Regions from separate parts of the Mus musculus genome. Here regions 1 and 2 are each linked to region 3. A link is a contact called in public promoter capture Hi-C data. All regions are on one chromosome and are shown on one strand. Each heading gives the region's core, a stretch centred on a gene start, on an enhancer-like site or on the middle of the called end of the contact. The rest is flanking DNA. Distances are from core to core; before and after follow the strand shown. Region 1 holds the start of Tnfrsf1a (tumor necrosis factor receptor superfamily, member 1a). Region 2 holds the start of Tuba3a (tubulin, alpha 3A). Region 3 holds the start of Kcna5 (potassium voltage-gated channel, shaker-related subfamily, member 5).

Evidence for each region. Promoter capture Hi-C pulls out the DNA fragments that hold promoters and counts their contacts.
Region 1: a contact with region 3 is called in a promoter capture Hi-C map of embryonic stem cells, with 4 times the contacts expected there. The contact joins the promoter of Tnfrsf1a here to the promoter of Kcna5 in region 3. A contact is called at or near these places in 2 of 39 promoter capture datasets (embryonic stem cells and hippocampal neurons) and 3 of 115 datasets of contacts at active chromatin or transcription factors (craniofacial prominence, embryonic forebrain and embryonic stem cells).
Region 2: a promoter capture Hi-C map of embryonic stem cells shows a contact between it and region 3, with 3 times the contacts expected there. The contact joins the promoter of Tuba3a here to the promoter of Kcna5 in region 3. A contact is called at or near these places in 4 of 39 promoter capture datasets (the 3T3-L1 cell line, the C10 cell line, embryonic stem cells and 1 more).

Annotation. Positions count from the first base shown.
Region 1 is chr6:125,348,385-125,351,084 of GRCm38.p6, forward strand. Tnfrsf1a (tumor necrosis factor receptor superfamily, member 1a) reads left to right here and starts at 1,339. Exons shown (of 10, transcript NM_011609.4): 1 at 1,339-1,678. The coding sequence starts at 1,640.
Region 2 is chr6:125,284,780-125,287,479 of GRCm38.p6, forward strand. Tuba3a (tubulin, alpha 3A) reads right to left here and starts at 1,302. Exons shown (of 5, transcript NM_009446.3): 1 at 1,189-1,302. The coding sequence starts at 1,191.
Region 3 is chr6:126,534,289-126,536,988 of GRCm38.p6, forward strand. Kcna5 (potassium voltage-gated channel, shaker-related subfamily, member 5) reads right to left here and starts at 1,267. Exons shown (of 1, transcript NM_145983.2): 1 at 1-1,267. The coding sequence starts at 875.

The DNA of each region.
Region 1 (2,700 bases), core at 89-2,588, 1.2 Mb before region 3:
GGGTCACAGAGGAGAGGAGACAGCAGGGTTAGGATACTGGAGGTTGGAAGTCAGGGTAGCTCACAGGGAGAAGGGCCAGGAGCTCTGGTTCCAAGTCCCCAAGCCCTATGCCCCTATTCCTGGGTTTTCCCTCCAAGTCTCAAAGTCTCAGCTGCTTTTAAAGGACCGCAGGTTGGTTGAACTGGCATGCATAAAGAAGGTCATTGAGTCTCAAGGGCACTCGAGTGAATAGTGTCCGGGTGTTACAGGGTTCCATTGCACTGAAGACCTGCCCAAATGGGGATGGCAGGAGGCAGCCATCCCTAGTAAGGGATGCTATCAGAAGGTAAGGTCTTACTCAAAAGGACAGAGAGAACTGTGGGCCTTGCAGTAGGAGCTCGGCTGGCATCCTGATTCTCCGAGATCAGCCTCCCAGTGTGCAGAGTCCCGTGGCTTTTTCCTCACCCCTAAAGCTACAGACTGTGGTATAACTATCTTTGAGGTCAGTCCCAACGGATGCATCAGGATATCTAGAGCTGGGTGTGGTGGTGCACACCTGTAGTCTCAGCAGGTAGGAGGTGGGAGGATGAGAAGTACAAGGCCAGCCTCAGCTAGACAGTGAGTTTGAGGCCAGCCGGCTTGGGCTAAATGAAACCCTATTTCACACAGGTTGGAAAGGGGGCCCTGGGAGCCCTTTACAGAAGCCTGAATTCTCATGGCTTCTCTTTGCTATGTCAGGGCAGGCACTTTTCACTCCAAATTAACAACTGGGGAGACAACCAAGGCTTAGGAGAGGGTGCTGCCTGACACCCCCTCACCCGTGCCCCACCGTTGGTGACCGAGCCATGGTGGGCAGCTGAGGGACTTGTCTGGAAGACACAGATGAGAGTCAGTGGGAGTGACCTTGGGTCAGGACCCAGGCAGGGTAGAAAAGAACATTTGATTTCCCTCCCGGTTTGGGCTGACTGGGTAAACGTCCAAGAAAGTGCGATTAGAGGGAACTCAGAGGGAGGGAGAGCGCGAAGCAAAGGAGTTCTCGGCGGGCGAGCATCAGATATTGCCCTCCCCCTAATAACTCCCGCCTGCCGTCCCGTGAGATAGGTGGGCTGGCTTCCTTCCGTGAAATTGACAACAGGCTTAGAGGGGTTAGTCCACCGGTCTAAGCTCACCCACTTCAAAAGCAAAGGAGTCCGAACTGGAATTCTGTGGACTCTCAAGCTCTTAAGTGGTGTTAAGTGGGTTTGGGGCGCCAAGCTACGGGACCCGGGCTACAAAGCGTTAAAGAACCTTGGCCCTCTCCTCACTCCTCCTAGTTCCCTCCCTCCTCCTCCCTCGCCTCTCCCCAGGCTCTTCCGGTCCCGCTCTTGCAACACCACCCCCGCCACTCTCCCTTCCCCTCCTACCTTCTCTCTCCCCTCAGCTTAAATTTTCTCCGAGTTTTCCGAACTCTGGCTCATGATCGGGCCTACTGGGTGCGAGGTCCTGGAGGACCGTACCCTGATCTCTATCTGCCTCTGACTTTCAGCTTCTCGAACTCGAGGCCCAGGCTGCCATCGCCCGGGCCACCTGGTCCGATCATCTTACTTCATTCACGAGCGTTGTCAATTGCTGCCCTGTCCCCAGCCCCAATGGGGGAGTGAGAGGCCACTGCCGGCCGGACATGGGTCTCCCCACCGTGCCTGGCCTGCTGCTGTCACTGGTGAGATGGGAGACTGGAGGGGAGGGTGGGTTGCTAGCGAGGCGCCGGGCAGGAGTGGGCTTGTACTAGGGGTAGAGATGGGGGCAGGGGCTTCTGTGCTTTAGTTTGACGCCAGGTTTGCTGTGCCTCACCTGGGGCTGCCCTGAGATGTGGAAGGGAGAAATCTGAGAGGGAGAGAATCTGGCAAGCCAAGCTGGCAAGCCTGGGCCCCTGACAGTCAAGGTCCTGGCCCGTGTTGGGCTGTGGTCAGGCCAGCTGCTCGGCCAGTGGAGTTAGACGGAGAAGCCTTCTTTCTCTGGCCGAGGTTGAACAGCGTGGGGCAGGGTGTTGGAAGACTGGGTGCTAGGAGAACCGCTTTGGCGGGACGAGTTTGGGAAAGCGTGCTTGGGAGTGGACCCGAAACTGGACAAAGCTGGGCAGCCTTCCGGTCCCAGACTTCTCCCTGAGACAGCCTCTGACCTTCTGCCGCCTCCATTTCTGCTTCCAGACAAGAGGTCCCTCCTGGCGTGACCCTCCTTAAGTAGCTAATACCTCTTTATCTAGGCCATGTATCCTCCTGCTCCCTCCCCACAGACCCAAAAGTCAGTCTCACGGTTTCCAATTCCACAGTTCCAATTGGGGAAGTTGGTAGCAGCTTGTTTTCGTCACTGGAAAATGTACTTTTCTCTGGCCTCGGCCTAGTGTTCATGTTCTCTTGATTTCTGTGTGTCCATAATTATTCTGTGTAGATCCTGGGGGCTCCCTGGCTGTCTGGGTGGGCTGTACCATCGGCGCAGTGTTCTCTGGGTCCTGCCTCTCCCTGGCCCAGCGTTATCCCTGAGACCTGCCTTTTTCTCCCTCCCCTTTCACTCCTCATTCTCTTCTGGTCAGTCTCCAGAGCCTCCTTGCGGGGGTGGGGTGGGGGGGTGGGGGTGGCTCCTTTGTGTCTATTCCCTTCCCTTTCTCTACACACCATTCTAAAGCAGTGGTCCTAGAACCCTGCCTGGGTGTCACCTCCCTTCTCCTGGTCCTGTCCTGTCTCC
Region 2 (2,700 bases), core at 52-2,551, 1.2 Mb before region 3:
AGCTCAGATGACGAGAGCCCATCAGAGAAACAAAGACAAGTTCTGGCTGTTTAGACCCAGATCGTATGTGAACACAAGTATCTAAGAAGTCCTCTGCCTGGGGCCGGAGAGTTTGTGTGGTGGGTAGGAGAGCTGTCTTGCAGAGGATCAGGGCTCAGTTATCAGGCTCGCCACGGCCTGACTCCAGCTCCTGGGTCTTCCACACCCTCTTCTGGCCTCTCTGGGAAACTGCACTCAGGAGCACATACTTTGCAGAGACATACATGCACAGCGATTTCAAAGAAAAAAAAATCTAATAAATTAGGTTCTCAGCCTTATTTTATTCTTCCCTTAGGACAAGTTTTTGTAGTCCATGCTAGCTTCAAATGTACTCAGACTAATCTTGAAATCCAAATGTCCTGCTTGGGACTGTGGCATGCGCCAGCACACACCTCAAATGTACTTTCTAATACCAACAATGGATCCCACTTATAAACCATGAAATAAGAAAAACAGCAGTAGCCACAAAACTTATATAAAAGTTCTTTGGCAAGCTTGGTGGAGCTGGTGGCCTGTGATCTTGACGGAGTGGAGGCAGAGAGGGCAGGCCTACCAGGGGCTCTACGGCATTTCCCAATCATAGTAAGCTCGAGACCCGAGCACAGGCTCTTTGGACTCAGTAACTTTCACTTTCCTAGGTGGACGAACATTAGACCAGAAAGCCTGGTGGCTTCTAGGATCTTCTGGAACCCAAGCCATCACTGGTTCTCGCACTCAAGGCCACTGGTACCAGTAAACAAAACAAAAGTTCCCTCTCCAGAAACCTATCTGCCACCTTCTTTTGTTGCTTTTTTTCTTAAGGCTGGAGGCCCACGAGACTGAGGCTGGCCGCGAACTCTTGCGCCTCTTTCATCAGCCTCCGCGGGGCTGGGACTCCGGGCTGGAACTGCATCCCAGCATCCTGGAGCTTCACAGGTGCTAAGAAGCCGAGCATCTCATTCACACGCACTTGCATGGTGAGGAGTCTAGAGGAGACTGCGGGCTCCTGGGCTGCTCTGCCAACGCCCACCCTCACAGGAGCTGGGGTTGCGAGGAAGCCCTAGCCTCAGAGGAGACGGAGGTCAACCTCCCGTGGGGCCGACCCCCCCAGAGGCCCCGAGGCCAACCACCCCGGCCTGGGACTGCTCCCACCACCCCGGCCGCTCTCACCATGCTGAACTCCGGAGACCCGCTCAGACGCCGCCTCGGCCGTTCCTCACCACTGGTCCTCAACCGCCTCTGGTCTGCGCGCTCAACAGTCCAGGACGGATGTGGAGTCCAGGCCGGGGCTCATTGGCCCAGAGCGCCTTAGGGGCGGCCTTAGGCTCCACATCCCACTAATGATTGGATGTGGCTCAAGTTGCAGTGCTGGCACTTTCTGATTGGATGTGGCTTTGGCGGGAAGGCTCTGGAGTGGCTGGAGGGGGACAAGCATTGAGGAGCATCTGAAAATGGGGGGTGGGGGGAGGTGTGTCTGCGCGTCCCCGACATCCAACTTAGCATGGAACAAGTGGGGCGCTCAGGTCTTGCTTATCTGCGTATGTTATCTGCGCATCGGCGATGGAGGGATGCCCTAGCAGCCCTGCACACTATCCGTACCTCTGTCCTCGCCTTTCCTCCTTTCGCCTCACCTCACACAGCCTTACCTCACTTGGGGCAGAAAAGCTGTTCAGCCTCCCTCGCTTTGGAGGCCACCAGGTCGTGCTTCTCCAGAGACCATCTGCCAAGTCTTGCGTTGGGACCCAGAGCTGTTTTGGAAGTCTGTGTGAGCAGTTGCCTATTCCGACATTATTTACTCGGAGAAGGTTTTGAAAGGATTTGGGTATGCAGCCCTGGCTGGCCTCCAAAGCTTGTAGCCCGGGCTGGCAGAAGTTGAAACTCTGTCTCAGGCTACCTCAGAGCTGGGGCTATAGATGTGTGCCATGCCTGGTGGCAACCAGACCTTCAATCTGCAATTTGGAGGAAACATAAATTAGTCAACATACCTATCTTTCCTCAGGATATCGAACTGCACATAATGAATTGTAGGCTGTGCCATGGTGTTTTTGTTTGTTTGTTTGTTTGGGCAGAGTCTCATGTATCCCACCCTGGTCTTGATTTCCCCTGTAATCAAGAATGGATTTGATCCTTCTGACCCTCTAATCTCCACCCTCTGAGTCCTGGGACTGCGGATCTGCATCACAAGCTGGGGACACACTCATGGCTTCAGAGATGCTTAGCCAGCACTCTACCAAACCCAGCTACAACTCTAATCCCCAGTGCTGTGTTTACAAGAAACATTTTTTTCTGATTATGAGATTAACACATTCAGAGTAGAACATGTGGGAAAGGCAGCAATAAAATAGAACACCAACAACCACGCATGTCTCTAGAGAAACACATTTCAGCTGTCTTTCATCCTGGCGTGCATACATTTATGACTTGTTTTATAACTAGAATCAAACATGATTTTTTTTTAAAAAAATTCTGCAATAAACATTTTTTGGAACAGAATCTTCTTGATGCAGTCTTATTGTTGGGGATCTGATTTGGTCGCTAGGCATTTGAAACCCAGGAAATTTATATCCATATCCCGTGAATGAATATATTCCTTCATGTATGCCAGATTCAGCATATAGAAGGCAACCTCGATACCTGCAAATGAGCAATGGCATGAGACAGCCTGCTGGCTTTGTTAGGATT
Region 3 (2,700 bases), core at 17-2,516:
CTGCCATTTGCCCCTGGGGCAGGGGCTGGGGGCTGCGGCGGCACTGGGGGGTGGCGTAACAGCTCCCGTTCATCCCTGAACTCAGGCAGAGTCTCCAAGCAGAAGGTGATGATAGAGATGAGAATGACCAAGACCGACACGATGGCAATGGCTCTTGCTGACCCAGAGCTTTCTGGGTATTCGAAGATAAGCCACACCTGGCGCTGGAACTCATTGCGGGGCAGGGGCTTCTCCTCTTCCTTGATGAAGCCTTCATCCTCCCGGAAGCGCTCCATGGCCTCGTCCCCCAGCTGGTAAAAGCGGATCTCATCTGCAAACACATCCAGGGAGACATTGACCGGCCTGCGCAGGCGGCCCCCAGACTGGTAGTAGTACAAAATGCCATCGAAGCTAGGCCGGTTGCGGTCGAAGAAGTACTCATTTCTCAAGGGATCGAAGTAGCGCAGGCGTTTGACTGGGTCCCCCAGGAGGGTGTTGGGAAACTGCGCCAGGGTGCCCAGCTGCGTCTCAAAGCGCAAACCCGAGATGTTTATGAGGACCCGCTGGTGATGGAGTGATCCTGAGTCCTGAGGAGCCTGGTCCTCCTCCACTGTGCCCAGGCCAGGGTCGCCTTCTCCCTCCTCATCCTCAGCAGATGGCCTTCTAGGCTGTGGCAGCTCCTGAGGCATAGGGGGCAAAGGCCTCCCACCCTGGCCCGCATCCTCGTGTGTGGCGCGCCTCCTCGGTGATGTTTCTTTGGACTGATTATTGAGTCCAGCCGTCGGAGGGCACCCACACTCTCCCCTGGGGCTCTGCACACAGCTTGCCCCTGCCTCCCCTCCTCCTCTGAGGGTCATGGCACTGCCGTTCTCCATGGGCACCAGGGAGATCTCCATGGCCCGGGGGCAAGGGGCATGCTGCGCCCCCAGACAACCGGTTCCCACACCCCAACTCACGCTCCGCGCCTCGCGGTTTCCTCTTCAGCCGAGGGCCCCCGCTGGCTCTAGGCTGGCTGGGGTAGCTGGCTGGATCCCCTTGGCTGGTCCTGACGTCAAGAAGCTGCTGCCCCTGCTCCCTGCCTCTCTCTCTCCCTCTCAGTGTTCTGGCAGCTGGTTACCAGGCAGCAGAAAAACCTCCTTCCAGCAGATGCAACCTCCAGCAGCCCCTCTCTGGCTGAGCTCCCCGGCCTCCGCCCTCTGTGGCTCCCTCCTCTCCTCCTCCCCCTCCTGTTTCTCCTCTGGGGACGGAGTCAGAGAGTGTCTCTCTGGAGGGTTCAGCTGGGGCCCCAGCAGCAAGGACAGGAAGGGGAGGAGGAAAAGAGCCTGAGGAGCGAGGAACAGGTTGTACCAGGAGCGCTGAAAACTCCCAGGGCAACAGGATGAGAATAGCTTCAGGATCTCAGATCACCTGGGAATGCACAGAAAGCGGAAAGGGGACTCCAGGGGGTGGGAACTGCTTTAGATGCAAGGGGAAGGCTTGTAGCTGAGTTCCAGTGAGTGGAGAAGAGAGTGCTCTGGGTGTTTTTCTTTTAGAGCAGTGCTTCTCAACCTTGCTAATGCTGCTGCAACCTTTAACACTGTTCCTCATGTTGTGGTGAACCCCACAACGGTAAATTTATTTTTGTTGCTACTTCATAACTGTGATTTTACTATTGTTATCATAACATAAATGGAATTTGTTACTGAAGTGTAATGTAAATATTATTGGAAATAGAGGTTTGCCAAAAGGATTGTGAACCACAGGTTGCAAAACCAATGCTTTATAGATTAACAGCCTCTCTCTTTGGGAAAAATGACACTGCAGGGGAGCAGCGAGCTGTGTGTGTGTGTGTGTGTGTGTGTGTGTGTGTGTGTGTGTGTGTGTACTCTGGAACTCTTCCAGTCTATCTACAGATCCATTGGAAGGTATGAGACTGAGACCTCACAGCACCCCCTTAAGCCTGCTTTTCATCATCCAGACATTGGTGATTTGATCTGCTAGTATGGAGCCAGGAGGAGTCTCAACTGAGAGAGAAGCTGTCTGGTCTCCTGCCTCTGCATTCTTCGCCATCCCTCCAGCCTCCTCACCTAATCCTCTTTTTGTAAAATGCACAGTGAGAAAAGAGAATAAATCCTGGTGGAGAATAATTGTGCACGGGAAAGCTCTAAGCTAGCGACTGCATAGAAACCTGTGTAAAGAGGAGGCAGAGGGACTTATTTATTGCTAGTATGTCCAGATCATTCTGGACTTGTGTGTTTTTGCATCAGCTTACTTTGTAAGTACTAGGACTACCTTCAACATACAAAGAAACTCAGGCACAGATAGATTGACTACATTGTATATGGAGGCCACAGAACTTGACTACATTGTATATGGAGGCCACAGAACTAGAAAGTATCAACGCTGCAATTCAAACCCAAGTTGCTGGGTTTAGGGAGCTCGCTTCTTTCTCCCCTCCCCACATCTGGCCTGAGGCCCTTCTTCCATTGCAGGAGGCAGAAGAATGAGTAAGATAAAGATTGGGTTCTAGGCTGGGATGCCAGGGTCCCTCTCTACACTCTGCCCTTGTCTTTAGTCTCTGAGGCTGTTGTGGTCTCCAAAAGCCAAGGGGAGGATTTTTCAAGGTCTGTCAGCCAATTCTAGATACAGCTTCCTCCAGATGTTTTTTGTTTTTACATTGCTGGAAAGTTGCTGTAATTCAGAGTGTCTGATTATATTGTCTATTTTCTTTTCCTGCATATT